Linked DNA regions of Cricetulus griseus: region 2 is linked to region 1. Evidence: chromatin contacts called from public Hi-C data. All regions are on one chromosome and are shown on one strand. The core of a region is the stretch at or near the end of the contact, and the rest is flanking DNA. Distances in the headings are between cores, read along the strand shown.

Evidence for each region. A called contact is a pair of places that touch in the nucleus more often than the background predicts.
Region 2: a contact with region 1 is called in a Hi-C map of liver, with 3 times the contacts expected there. The contact joins the promoter of Idh1 here to the enhancer-like site in region 1. A contact is called at or near these places in 5 of 8 Hi-C or Micro-C datasets (the CHK-Q cell line, the CHL-YN cell line, the CHO-K1 cell line and 2 more).

The regions. Positions count from the first base shown.
Region 1 is chr2:419,094,095-419,100,413 of CriGri-PICRH-1.0, forward strand. It overlaps CUNH2orf80, which reads right to left. Exons shown (of 8, transcript XM_035439236.1): 3 at 4,983-5,065; 4 at 2,741-2,828; 5 at 2,137-2,208. Among named protein-coding and RNA genes, the nearest start is that of CUNH2orf80, 5.3 kb to the right of the region's middle. Within about 2 kb of position 4,102, at least 1 of the 6 cell types and tissues checked has open chromatin away from gene starts, as enhancers often do.
Region 2 is chr2:419,144,175-419,150,493 of CriGri-PICRH-1.0, forward strand. Idh1 (isocitrate dehydrogenase [NADP] cytoplasmic) reads right to left here and starts at 3,715. Exons shown (of 9, transcript XM_027397107.2): 1 at 3,560-3,715. It overlaps LOC103163833 (a long non-coding RNA gene), which reads right to left. Exons shown (of 3, transcript XR_004768680.1): 2 at 4,323-4,469; 3 at 3,882-4,216.

The DNA of each region.
Region 1 (6,319 bases), core at 2,852-5,351:
AATCAGATTTGTATTCCACCAGGTTTTAAACTCTGGCTTAGAAACTATTTCAGCTGTTGCTTTGGCAACATTTTATCCAAAGGAGTCAAAGGTCATTCCGATAGAAGTGGTAATTAAAGAACCTTTGACAATATTGTTGTTAAACCATGCCAGCTTCTAATTAAAATCATTACTTTTGAAGTTATGTTAAACCCCAAAGTGGTCCTACAGTTTAATTTTTGAAATGCTACATTGCTGCTGAGAGATCCTGCTGGTTTCTCATCCAAGTTGAAGAGAAGTCCTCAGGTGCAGTCAAGCCTGCAATTCTGCAAGGGTGGGTAGGAGCTCCTGGTGGGGGGAAGGGCTGCTAGCATTACTTCCTCAAACCGCAATCACTCGGGGAACTGGCTACTCAGATAGGCCAAGTTTGCATTGTGTTAATAATATACACACTTGATTAGCTGTTTAATGTTTGGATGCTTAGAGTTGTGAGTCTTAATCAGATGTGATTTTGTCCCTAGGACACATTTGGCAGTTGGGAAGTCAATGAGAAAAGGCAGGTGGCCACCATTAGCTGGGTCTTTATGCTTGAGCATAAGCCTAATGGATCTGGTCCTCATTCTGAATGGTAGAATAAATCAAACAAATGGCAGAGTATGACTTTCTAGGTCCACAGTACTGAAAGCACCAGTGAGAAGTTACAGTGGGCAGAAACAATGGGATCTGGACTCCTAGTCCAGTGCTCTCTCTGCTGCCAGACTCAGCCATCCACAAAACACACTGGCAGCTACTATGTACTGCTCCACTTACAAGGGGGTATTTTACAAGCATGTGTGACTCAAGATGTAGCTGCATCTGGTTTTTATCTTTATTAAAATTAGAATTAGCCGGGCATTGGTGGCACATGCCTTTAATCCCAGCACCCAGGAGGCACAGGCAGGTGGATCTCTGTGAGTTCCAGACCGGCCTGGTCTACAAGAGCTAGTTCCAGGACAGCCTCCAAAGCCACAGAGAAACCCTGTCTCAAAACTCGTGGCTACTGTAGGATGTTTGATCTTGGTCAGGGATGTTTTATCTAGATAACAACACTTAGTCTGAGGTGTGGTTATTCTTGACCCTCAAGGCCAGATAATAGGAAATTGAGTCTAAGGTGTGGCTACCAAATGTTTGGAGAATTAAGGAAGTCTGTTTGTTCCTTGTACATGATAAAGAAGTCTTTTGCCACGTCCCCCTTTTGGTTGGGGTTCTTAAGAATGTTGAAGAATAAACTTGGGGCATCCAGTAGTCACTGGATTGCCTGTGTCTCTGTCTTTTCTTAGCGTCTTTATCTGCCGTTTCTCAATCCACACTCCCCCTCTCATGTACGAACCTGGCAAGTCACCTGGATTTGACTGAAGCCCCACAAAGACGGATTACAACAGATTGGCACTGCAACTTGGGCCTACTATGGATGGCTACAACAGGGGATGGTGGGCACAAGCTTTCATGCAAAGGTCAGAGGGCAGCCTGCAGGAGTGTGCTTGTTTTCTCCTTCCACTGCGTAGTTTTTGGATTTGAATCAGGGAATCAGTATTTACTGCAGGAGCTGCAATCTCACTAGTTCAGTTTTTACTTTTTGACATAAAATTGTTATTTAACTGATGCCTGAAAATATGTCATGTGAATATATATGCTAAATAATCTCATCCAAGGTCTGAGAATGCAGCTAAATGGTAAAACGGATGCTTAGCATGTAGAAGACTCTGAGTAGAGTCCCCAGCAACACACATGTACATACTCACAGACACAGATACATAGACATAAAGAGCTATGAGCTAAGGGCTGGGAGTATATGTCAGTGGTACAGCACTTGCTTAGCATACCCATAAACGGGCCCAGAGTTCAATCCCTAGCATGTATATTAGTTGTCTCATATCTCCCTGTGGTGGTGGTGGTGGCAGCAGTAGTGCACGCCTTTAGTCCCAGCACTTGGGAGGCAGAGTCAAGCAGATCTCTGTGAGTTTGAGGCCAGCCTGGTCTACAGAGTGAGATGCAGAACATCCAGGTCTACACAGAGAAGCCCTGTCTGGAAAAACAAATAAAAAAACTAAAAACTAAAAAAAAAAAAAAAAAAAAAAAAAAAAAAAAAAAAAAAAAAAAGTCTCATATCAGGCTTACCTTGGTAGAATCAGGATTGGCTGAGGAATAGGCCCCATAAATTTTAAGGACTTTCTCAATTGGGATACTGTTCTGTGAAATTAAAAACAATGTGTTGTTGTATTGTGGCTTTTTCTTTATTAAAAAACAAAATTACGGCTGCTCCAATGGGTCTAATACAGTGTGAGGCAGCACAGCAAGTAGACTATAATTTCTAGATTAATGTGTAAACAAGTTTTCTAGACACTAATATCTTTTTTTCTTCTCTTCCATAAATATTTTTTGCAATACGGTATGGAAGCTAAATTTTTTATTATGCATTTAAAATCATAAATGCTACTCTTAGTAAATCCCAGGCATTTAGGATCAATATTGAAAACACATAAATATGCATTGGTACCAAAATGAGCTTAGAAGTCATAGAATGAAGCCTGGTGGTGGTGGCGCACGCCTTTGATCCCAGCACTTGGGAGGCAGAGGCAGCTGGATCTCTGTGGGTTTGAGGCCAGCCTGGGCTACAGAGCAAGTTCCAGGACAGCCAGAGATACACAGAGAAACCCTGCCTTGAAAAATTAAAAAAAAAAAAAAGACATGGAATGTCTGCATACAGTGTTCTTTCCCTCACCATTAAGACTCCAGCATAAGATGACAAGATCACTGCTTCTCTCTCTCTTCTGTTTGGATACACAGGTCTGCCATGAAGTGGTACTTTCCTAGGGGGAAATACGGATGGAAAAGAGGCCAATCTCAGATGTCATTCCTCCAGAGCCATCCACCTTGGTTTTTTGAGTCAGGGTCTCTCACTGGACCAAGAAGGATAGGCTGCCAGCAAACACCAGGGATCCATCCACCTCTTTGCCTCTTCAGTGCTGTGACTGTAAATCTAAGCCACCATGCCCAGTAGTTTATATGAGTGCTGGGGACCAAATTCAAGTCCCCTTGCTCGAACAGTGAATGCTGACAGAGCCAGCTGTCTTCCAGGCTTCTTATTCTTTTTGATACCTGCTAAGGTATCAAAAAGGTAACCATCAATGGCTGGGCATTATCCACACTTTAAATAGGAGTAATATGATTGATTTTCTGTTGATGTAACACTTACTTTGAATTTTTAATCTTCCAACAAAGTGATGAATTTTTCCTTATTGTCTGTTTTCGATAGAGCTGTCACAAATGCTGACTGGCCCCATGGTGGCTGGTTATGGCTTGGCTAGCAGGTATCCTCTCCGCTTCTCATCGTCTACTTGGAGGGAGCCTGCCTTACTTTACAGGAAGCTTGCACAGCTTTAGGGAGGTTGGTTGATTCTAGGAATGGGTCTGGCTGGTGTGTTCCATGTCCAGACAAATCAGGAAACTGAGACACATGTCATGTCTGCTTGTTGTTTGTTTAAATCCATCCTGGTTTGGACTGAACCTTGTCAAATGAGCTGACCCTAATAGTGTCCACCCAGAAGAAAGAGGCTGGGGGGTAGGACCTGGTAGCATCAGGTGAGGTTTAAAAAATCATAGTGTGTGTGTGTGTGTGTGTGTGTGTGTGAGAGAGAGAGAGAGAGAGAGAGAGAGAGAGAGAGAGAGAGAGAGAGAGAGAGAGAGCTTGCTTCACTGTGGAGCAACTGTGAAGGTTAGGAGACATTTTGAGGGAACTTGTTCTCTCCTTCCATCATGTGAGCTCTAGTGACTGAACTCAGTCAGGCTTGTTGGCAAGTTCTTTACTCACTGAGACATCTCATCACCCTGAGTTTGGAATTACTGTGCCTAACAATCCAATTCACAAACTTTTCATATACAGAGGCAATCAAACTTGCCCCCCCCCCTAGTCTTCTCTATTTCTTGTGCCCCACCACCACCCCACCCCACCCCTGCCCTTCTGCCTTGCTCTTGTTCCTTCCTTGAGGTTGTTCAAACTGGATTTTCTGCTTATTACTGTCGATTCCTGACTGTGACCTTGAGCCAGGAGCGTAGGATAGTATTTGGACTTTGGAATGAGCTATTCGATGGCCTCTCATTTCCCTGTTCTGACCAGTTGAATGCAGCTGCTGAGTTGCTTGATACACTTGAAGGAAAATGCTGCTGATCTTGGACAGGAAGTGATCGCACAGACTCAAGCACTTAGCTGTTTACATGATCCAGAAACTGTGTAAGACGGTCCTTGGGAGGCAATTTCAGGCTTTACGTACAGAACTGTCCATTTAAAAATAACAGCTTGTATATAATACAGTGAAGTCACACTGCTCAGAAAAGAGCATCCACACAAGATTTTTTTTTTTTTTAACTCGACAGAAACCAATGATTAGAAATACAAACCATGTGAGCGTAGCTATGATGTCCTCGGGCTGCAGCTGTAGCATGTCTTCAGACTTCTGGCTGGAGGAAGAAGTTTGACCTGTGTTTCTAGATCAGAGTGCCTTAAGAAGATGACAGACAGGGCTGGAACTTCCTCTATCAATGAGAGTCACTCTTTAAAAGGGAAAACCAGAAGGGATGTGGATATGGCTCAGTATGTAAAGTGCTTGTCTTGTGCAAGCGTGAGGACCTGAGTTTGGAACCTTCCCTTATCAGCCATGTAAAGATCTGGGCATGGTGGCACAGCCTGCAATCCTAGTGCTGGGGACATGGAGATGGGGGCAGGAGGAGGCTCCCTAGGGGTGGCTGGCCAGCTAGGCTTGCTGGCGGTGAGCTCCAGATTTCAGTGGGAGAGAGATGCTATCTCAAAAACTAAGATGAAAAGTGACAGAGGAAGACACAGACATTGACCTCTGACCTCTGTATACACCCACATCCATTCACAGAAATGCGTGTACGCACTTATCTCCCTACCCACACTTAATAAGTATATTAAAAATAAAAACATCAAACATATTCCAACTTACAGTTTCTCCCACTGGAGCCAAGTTAAGTCTTCTGAGTGATGTAGCCACTGACAAGCAACACTGATGGCTAAGTCATAGTGGGCCTGGAAGCCGGAAGTAGAGAGCAGAGGGCAAGAGTGTGGGTTCAGATATCAGCAAAACACTTCCCTGACAATGGCATCACTAAACCCATCCTCTATCATGTTCCAACTGGGGCGGCGGCGGGGGGGGGGGGGGGGGGGGGGGGGGGAGGGGGGGGGAGGGGAGGGGGGTCCTTATTTGTAAATAGCCTGATGCTCAGCTAGAGATGTTTCAAGATCTTCGGGCGTTTACTTTAGCTCTGGCTAAGCAGTTACTTGCCCTGTGTGGTTCAGAAATGAAAGAATCCTCAACTGGGGTATGTGGCCTTACACTGTGATTGCCAAAGACTCACATATATTCTTGGGTGAGGCACTGATGAGTGTTGAGCCTCCCATTCCTTAAATTTTACAAAGGTAAAAGGAGAGAGTGGAGAAGTAAGGCTACAGTGAACATTTTCTGATTCTGTTTGGTGTTAGAAATGCACTCCCAAGGGACAAGGAAGTGTGGGAAACAGGAGGGAGGCACTGTGACGCTCACCTGGGGAGATAGAAACAACCCTGGGAAGCTTCACTGAGGAGGCATCTTCAGAACTAAGGTTTATAGGAAAGGGGGATTTCTGCAGATGCTCATTCCAGGGGACATAGCATGAGCAATGGGCCAGATAGACCTGACTGGGTGACAGATGAAGAGCCTCACACCCAGTACAAAACTGATTCTTATCCCAATGGTGACCTTCCTCCCGGTCATCTGTAAGCTCTTATTAGCAAGCATGTGTTCTGCTTACTATCAACATTTCCTTTCCATCCCCATACTGAGAAAGGTGAAGGTTGGTCTGGGTTTGGTTAAGGTTCTAAGAATTTCTAATTTTGTGATGATGCCCTCCAGGGACCCGACTAAAGTAAAATTTCAACTTAGATAATAAATAAGGGGTTTGGACCACGGTCATTTGTTGAAATCTCACCTAGAGTTTGATGTCTGGACCAGTCACACTGGTCATGTTCATTAGAAATACAAGTACCCAGCTCTACCCCCAACCTCCAGAATCAAAATAGCTCTGTAATAAAACCTCATTAAAGTTTGAGAAGCACAGTTCTGATCTGTTAACTTCCTGAGTGGTGTGTGCACACAGAGAGGCAGGCTTAATTACAAGCCCTGGCTTTATACAGAGAGAAACTGAGGCAAAGAGACATCCCTCTCAGCACAAGGATAGCCATGCACAGTGGGCAAGCTGAGTTTACTGATTTATTTTGAACTAAATCTGTAGTTTCTTCTCTAAT
Region 2 (6,319 bases), core at 2,465-4,964, 50 kb after region 1:
GAGTCAGCACTGGAAGACAACCCTGTAAGAAATTATTTGCCAATTTGAGAGAAAAATAGCTTTGCCAAGGCCATCTTGGCCATCTGTGGGGGAACCTGGCCCCAAAACATGCCTTTAATAATGTAATCATTATTCTCAACCACTGGTTGTCTTACAAGAGCAGATCTGTTATTTGTAGAGATCTTTCAACTGGTTTTTATGACCCATATTCAGGGGGACTCCCAATAATGGAAAATAAAGAATTCTTTGTAGAATTAGGCTTACTACAGATATTGGCAATGTAGGGCTATGTTACAAAAGTGATTTCTCCGATAGAGACATCAGGTTACAGAAAGTCCCCTTCCTAGTACCCATGCTTGTCCGAGTCATGTTCCTTGGTATCTCAAATCCTGCCCTGCTCCCCTGGCACTTCAGGGGCAAGAGCAGTGGCCTATAGGCCGGGATACCATGTTGTTCTAAGAAGACATATTACTTCAAAAAGTATTAATTTATCTGATTCCAATAAAGTCTAAAGGTAGACTGTTTGGAAGAAGAGAAACTTCAAGGCCTTTGAAAACACTGTGCTTGTTGCTCAGGAGGCAAAGGGTCCCTGAGCCCTGTAAAAGTATCTGTTCCTTCTAATGGCACTGTTGTGAAACAGTTTCCTCTGGCATTGAAACATTCCCTCCAGTACCAAGCTCTTTAAACAGGCAGGTAAACAACTCAATTAATGCTGAGACTCTCTCAGAGTAGGGAAGGCAAGCTTTGAGGAAGACTCTTGAGATTAGACCAACTTCCTGGGGAGAGGTTTTATACCAACTGTGTCACTTGGAAAGGACACTCTCCAACCCGTTGAGCTGCCTGCAGGCTGTGCAGTGTCCTGCAGGTTCCCAGCTTTTGTGAGTGGTCACCCATGCTGAGGTGGGCTTTGGTGATGCAGCTGTTCTTGGGTCATTTCTGGTTCTGTCTGAAACCTCTAACACATATTCCTGTAATCCCAATAATACTCATTGGCTTACCAAGTTGGGCTTTGGTGATATCCTTATTTGATCTGTTGTGGGAACTCTATCTGGGGTGACTAGATGTGTGTTGCATCTCCCCAGGAAAAGTCTTGTCACACACAACAGACACTATAATGGGATATTGATTTCCAAAAAATGCAATTGCAGATTTCTCTCAGTTGTAGCTAAGAACCAGGAAAGTCTTGGGACTTTAAAACAATTATTAGATAACAGCCTAAAGTCATCTTGAAAAGTACAGCTAAACTAATTGGACCCTAAAGTTAAATTTTAAAAAAAAAGTAGTGATTATTAGACAGTAGGTCTCAAATCCTCACAAGAAACCAGGAATATTTTCTCAATTCTCAAGTCCCATCTTAACTTCTTAGATTTGCAATTCTAGAATCCTATTTCCAGTATTGGGGTACCCTTAGTCCACTACCAGAGAAGTTTCTGGAAGGCAATTAGAAGAAATCAACAAACTGGTATGGGTGAACCAATACTACCTGTCAGATACAACTTAAAGATTAACTTACAGTAGAGCATAAAGCCCATAATTAATCCCATTTTCACCACAACCGGGCTTTAAACCCAAACAAAGCCAAACAAGACAGCAAACTTATCTTGTTTTTGATACTACATTTTTCACGGCCATGTTCCTACACAGCATTACACAACAGTTATGACTAGGCTATTTTCCTGTGATGGCAAATACAGCTAATAAAAGATCACAATGCCTGGAATGTCTGCCATTTTTGTTTTGGTTTGTTATTTCCTCCTTGGTGAATATGTACTCTGCCATAATCATCCTATATCTCAGAACACAATAATGATACATGCCAGATTTCCCTCACTCTATTCTTTTTTGTTTTTTTTTAGCACCTGTTAACTAAAAAAAAGTGAAGCTGTACTGTGACTATTACTGCATTCTGAATTTGCTTTCCATGAGACACGGGCTCTACATATCCCTGGATCCCATTTATCATTGGGTCTTAATTTTCTGAATCCACCCAACCCCAACCTTTGAAGGAAACTGTGATCCAAGGCCTTCAGCTACTAGCTCATTTATATAGTCTGAAGGCAGCTAAATTCCAATCTCTTGACATGCTTGTGCAATTCCAGAAAAATAAACATAGTAATGACAACAGACTAGTTGAAGCAATAGGAGCCCTTTACCATACTTAATTTCCATAAATCTCAAGCTTCTATTTTGAACCAATTTATTCAGCTGTGTTCAAGTTGCAAAACATATGAGTTGCAGTATATTGTTGGAAAATTCCCTTTTCCCTCTTTTGCAGTACTTAAACTTGCACCCACGCCCAATTAACTGTACAGTGTGGCCACATTAAAGAAAGCAGGTTGAAGGGCTAAGTTGCTAATTCTCACCTTGATGGTGAATGGACCTCCATAACAAGGCCTCTTAATTTTGCTGACTCAGACGACTGTAATTTCAATTTCTCTTCCAAAACAAAGCAAAATCGGGAACAGAAAGTCTTAACATACAAACACCCCTGCCAGGAGGATCTGGTTGGTTTTAATACCAGACTGACAGCCCAGTTTATCTGGTTTAAAGTACAGTGCTGAGTGTGTCTGGAGAGGCAAAGGGCAGTTTCTTTGCACAGAAGCCTTCCAAATAAAAGTCAAAAGACTACAAATATCTATGCATGCGCTCACGGAGGGTGAGTCCCAGAGCAAGCGCCTTGCTCCTGGCTTTTTGTGGGTTTCTGGTTTGTTCGACCTCGGGTGACACTGTAAGCCAGCAGATATCCTTGTTGGCATTGTGCAAGAGGTCTAAAACTGAAGCTGACTCGGTTCCTTCTTCTAGATCCTCACGCCTGTCCTATCTCTCAGCGGTGCCAGGACCTTTTAATACCAGGTCCACCCAGCTGGCTGCAGAACTCCTCCAGAACTCAAATCCATGAGGAGCAGGAAGAAGGGGAAAGAGTCCTTCTCCAATCCTCAGGGCGCCCCCAAGTGGCTAAGCAAACACTCCAGATTGAAGCTGGAGGCCCGCCCACCCTCATCCCCTCCCTCACGAACAATCTCACTAGCACTTCTCCGGCCTCAAGGCAGGTCCCACCCCCCTCCCGAACATTGATGAGTACTGAGCACACGCCTATAGTTCCCGGCTCACACCCTTTCTGCAACCCGTTCCCTAAGGTCGCATACTTTCTTCCTCTAACACCCAAGACTCAGAGTTCTGTGCGTTCTCCCCACAGCTAGATTCTCCTCCGCCGGTGTAGATCTGCTTTGGCACTTGTCACAGCATGCAACGTCCCTGCGGCCCGAATCTTACGACCCCACCCTCGGGAGCGCCCTTCTTTACAGAAAGGCAAGCCGCTCTCCGCTACCCCCACTTCCCTTCCCTAAGCCCAAACTCTGGGAAGTGTCCCTCGGCGCACCAGGGCCTTTCCACTGGGTTCATCTCTGCACAGCCAGGAGCTGAGTTGGCTTCCTTTTCACTCCAGCCTTCCACGGAATAGCCTAACGACGAGGGGCGGCGGCTGCCGAGCCTAGCTTGGGGCACCAGCAGGGAGGCGAAAGAGCACCCACTTGCAGCCCGGGGCGCCCCGGCTACTCACCGGCTCACGCCCGTGCGTACACAGCCTGTCTCAACTCAACTCCGCCGCTGCTGGCTCAGCATCCGCCACAACCTTCGCACCGACGACCGGGGGCAGGGTCAAGGCTTTTTAACTCTTCCCGGCTTTGTCTCCTCCCAGGCCCCACCCCCTCAGCCCACCTCCCGTAGCCCCGCCCCCTCCACGACGCCATTCGTCGCGCGCGGACTTCCTTGGGGTGGGCGGGGCCAGAGAGAGAGAGAGAGAGACAGAGAGAGAGAGACAGAGAGAGAGACAGAGACAGACAGAGACAGAGACAGAGACAGAGACAGACAGAGACAGAGACAGAGAGACAGACAGAGACAGAGAGAGAGAGAGAGAGAGAGAGAGAGAGAGAGAGAGAGAGAGGAGAGCTAGGTCCTCCCGGGTGTTCCAGGTGGGGGATGGGGGCTGCCACGCCGCCGGGATTCCTCGGGGACACCCTGCCGCTGAGGAGCAAGAATGCCACCTACCGACAGGCTCCAGAACGCTCAGTGTCTTGGTTCTCACCCAGGGAGAGCTCCTGAGACTGGATTTTGGCAGGTTCCCTTCTTGGCCTTTCTGGATGCCTCTTAAGATGGAATGTGCTTCTGAAGAGTATGCGTTTGGGGGCCTCAAACGTGGGGGCGACTATAGACGCTGCTAGAATGCAAAGGCTGAACCGGCCGCCATATCACCTCAATAATTCCCTCCACCGCCAACGATCTGTATTCCCAGCTGTTACCATTTATAAATAAGCCCCACTCACCATTTGCCATGGAAGACAATGAAGTTTATTTTCTAGGTTCCGATGAAGCCGCACTAGATAGAGATCCAGGGTCCGGGATCTTAGAATTCTCAAGAGTGGCTTAAAAACATTCTTCTCTCTTCAGAGATTTCTTTTCTGCATGTGTTCCTTAGTTTTGAAAATAAGAATATTATGACTTGTAGGACAATAGATCCTTGGCTGCTCAAGGTTCAACGTTCCAAAATTCACTTTTAAAACATACAACATTGTACTGTATAGGCTAACAAGATGCATTTTGGACACTAGAGGGAGCTAGTATTTCCAAGGTGGAAAAGGATATATACGTCAAGTGGATTAACGGGATACAAGCACCCACTTCAATTTATTCTTATGAAATGATTAGAGAAGTATGTGAGTTTATCTTTTCACCTCTAATCGTATCATACCATAAATCACAGGAGATTGTAAATGTTACTTCCTACCGCACCAGGATCATATAGTTTATTAATAAAAGTATTCATATCCATTCATGTTCTAGAAAGCATTCTAGAATAAATTCAGGAAACATAGAATATAACACAATAAGAGTATTGATTATATGTGACGGAAAAGGTAAAAAGAATGCACAGGATATCATACAGAACGAAGGTAATTTTGTTTTGTTTTGTTTTTTGTTTTTCAAGATAGAGTTTCTCTGTATTGCTTTGGAGTCTGTCCTGGAACTCACTCTGGAGACCAGGGTGGCCTCTGAACTCACAGATGGCCATGATAATGAGTCAAGTTCTAGCCTACTAGGCTGGTCTGGTGACTGTACTTCTCAATGAGCTTATATACTGTCTTCAGTGCTAGCAACTGACACTAAAGAAACCCAGGTTCACATCCCCTGCTCAGCTGCCTCTTCTGAGCTCCAGATACATGTAGCTCGCTGCCTCCTGGATACCCCCATTTTCCTGTCCCACAGACTTTCACATTTAACAATCCTAGAACTTGACTAAGAAAGATAAGAAAAAGACAGAGCCTGGAAATAACTTGACAAGTAGGAAGACCTCGTGGATGCAGTTTTAGTAGGATGATTCTAAATTGATTATGATAGGAGCCATGCTGCAAAAGACTGAATTGTGAATGAGAGATTTTGAAAGGGAGAAAAGAAAGATGATTGTGAAAACACTTTTTAATAAAGATTTTCTCATGGAGTCTAGTCTAGCATTGAATTTTCTAGGTAGCTGAGACTAGCCTACAACTCCTGATCTTCTTGCCTCCACATCCTCCAAGTGTTGAGGTTACAGGCATGATACCTGGCTAGAAAACACAATTTTGATGATTACAAACTTTCCATCAATTGGCATACTTACAGGCCATTTGTCCTGAGCAGAGTAGAACTGCTTCTATTACTTTGGAGTCATTTGTGTTGGTTGTTTCTGTTTTATTTCCTTATTGTATCAATAACAGTGTAAAACACATATTTATATTGCTTGTTAAAAATGCTTCTATCTTGAGCCGGCCTTTGGTGGCACACACCTTTAATCCCAGCACTCCGGAGGCAGAGGCAGCAGATCTCTGTGAGTTCGAGGCCAGCCTGGTCTCCAGATCGAGTGCCAAGACAGGCTCCAAAGCTACACAGAGAAACCCTGTCTTAAAAAACAAAACAAAACAAACCCCCCCAAAAAAAACAACAAAAAAATGCTTGTATCTCAGGGCAGTGGTGTTGCACGCCTTTAATCCCAGCACTTGGGAGGCAGAGGCAGGTGGATCTCTGTGAGTTCGAGACCAGCCTGGTCTACAAGAGCTAGTTCCAGGACAGCCTCCAAAGCCACAGAGAAAACCTACCTGGAAACCGCCCCCCACAAAAAATGCTTGTATCAATTCCTTAAGCTAGATTAGTAGAACTCGAAGTATTGGATCAAAGAATATAAATATTTTAAAGGTGTTTGTTAGGTCCACCAAATCATTTTTCTGGAAGCATATATACATTTATATTTCCACATACAGCATGAAGGAGTGATAATTTCACTACATTC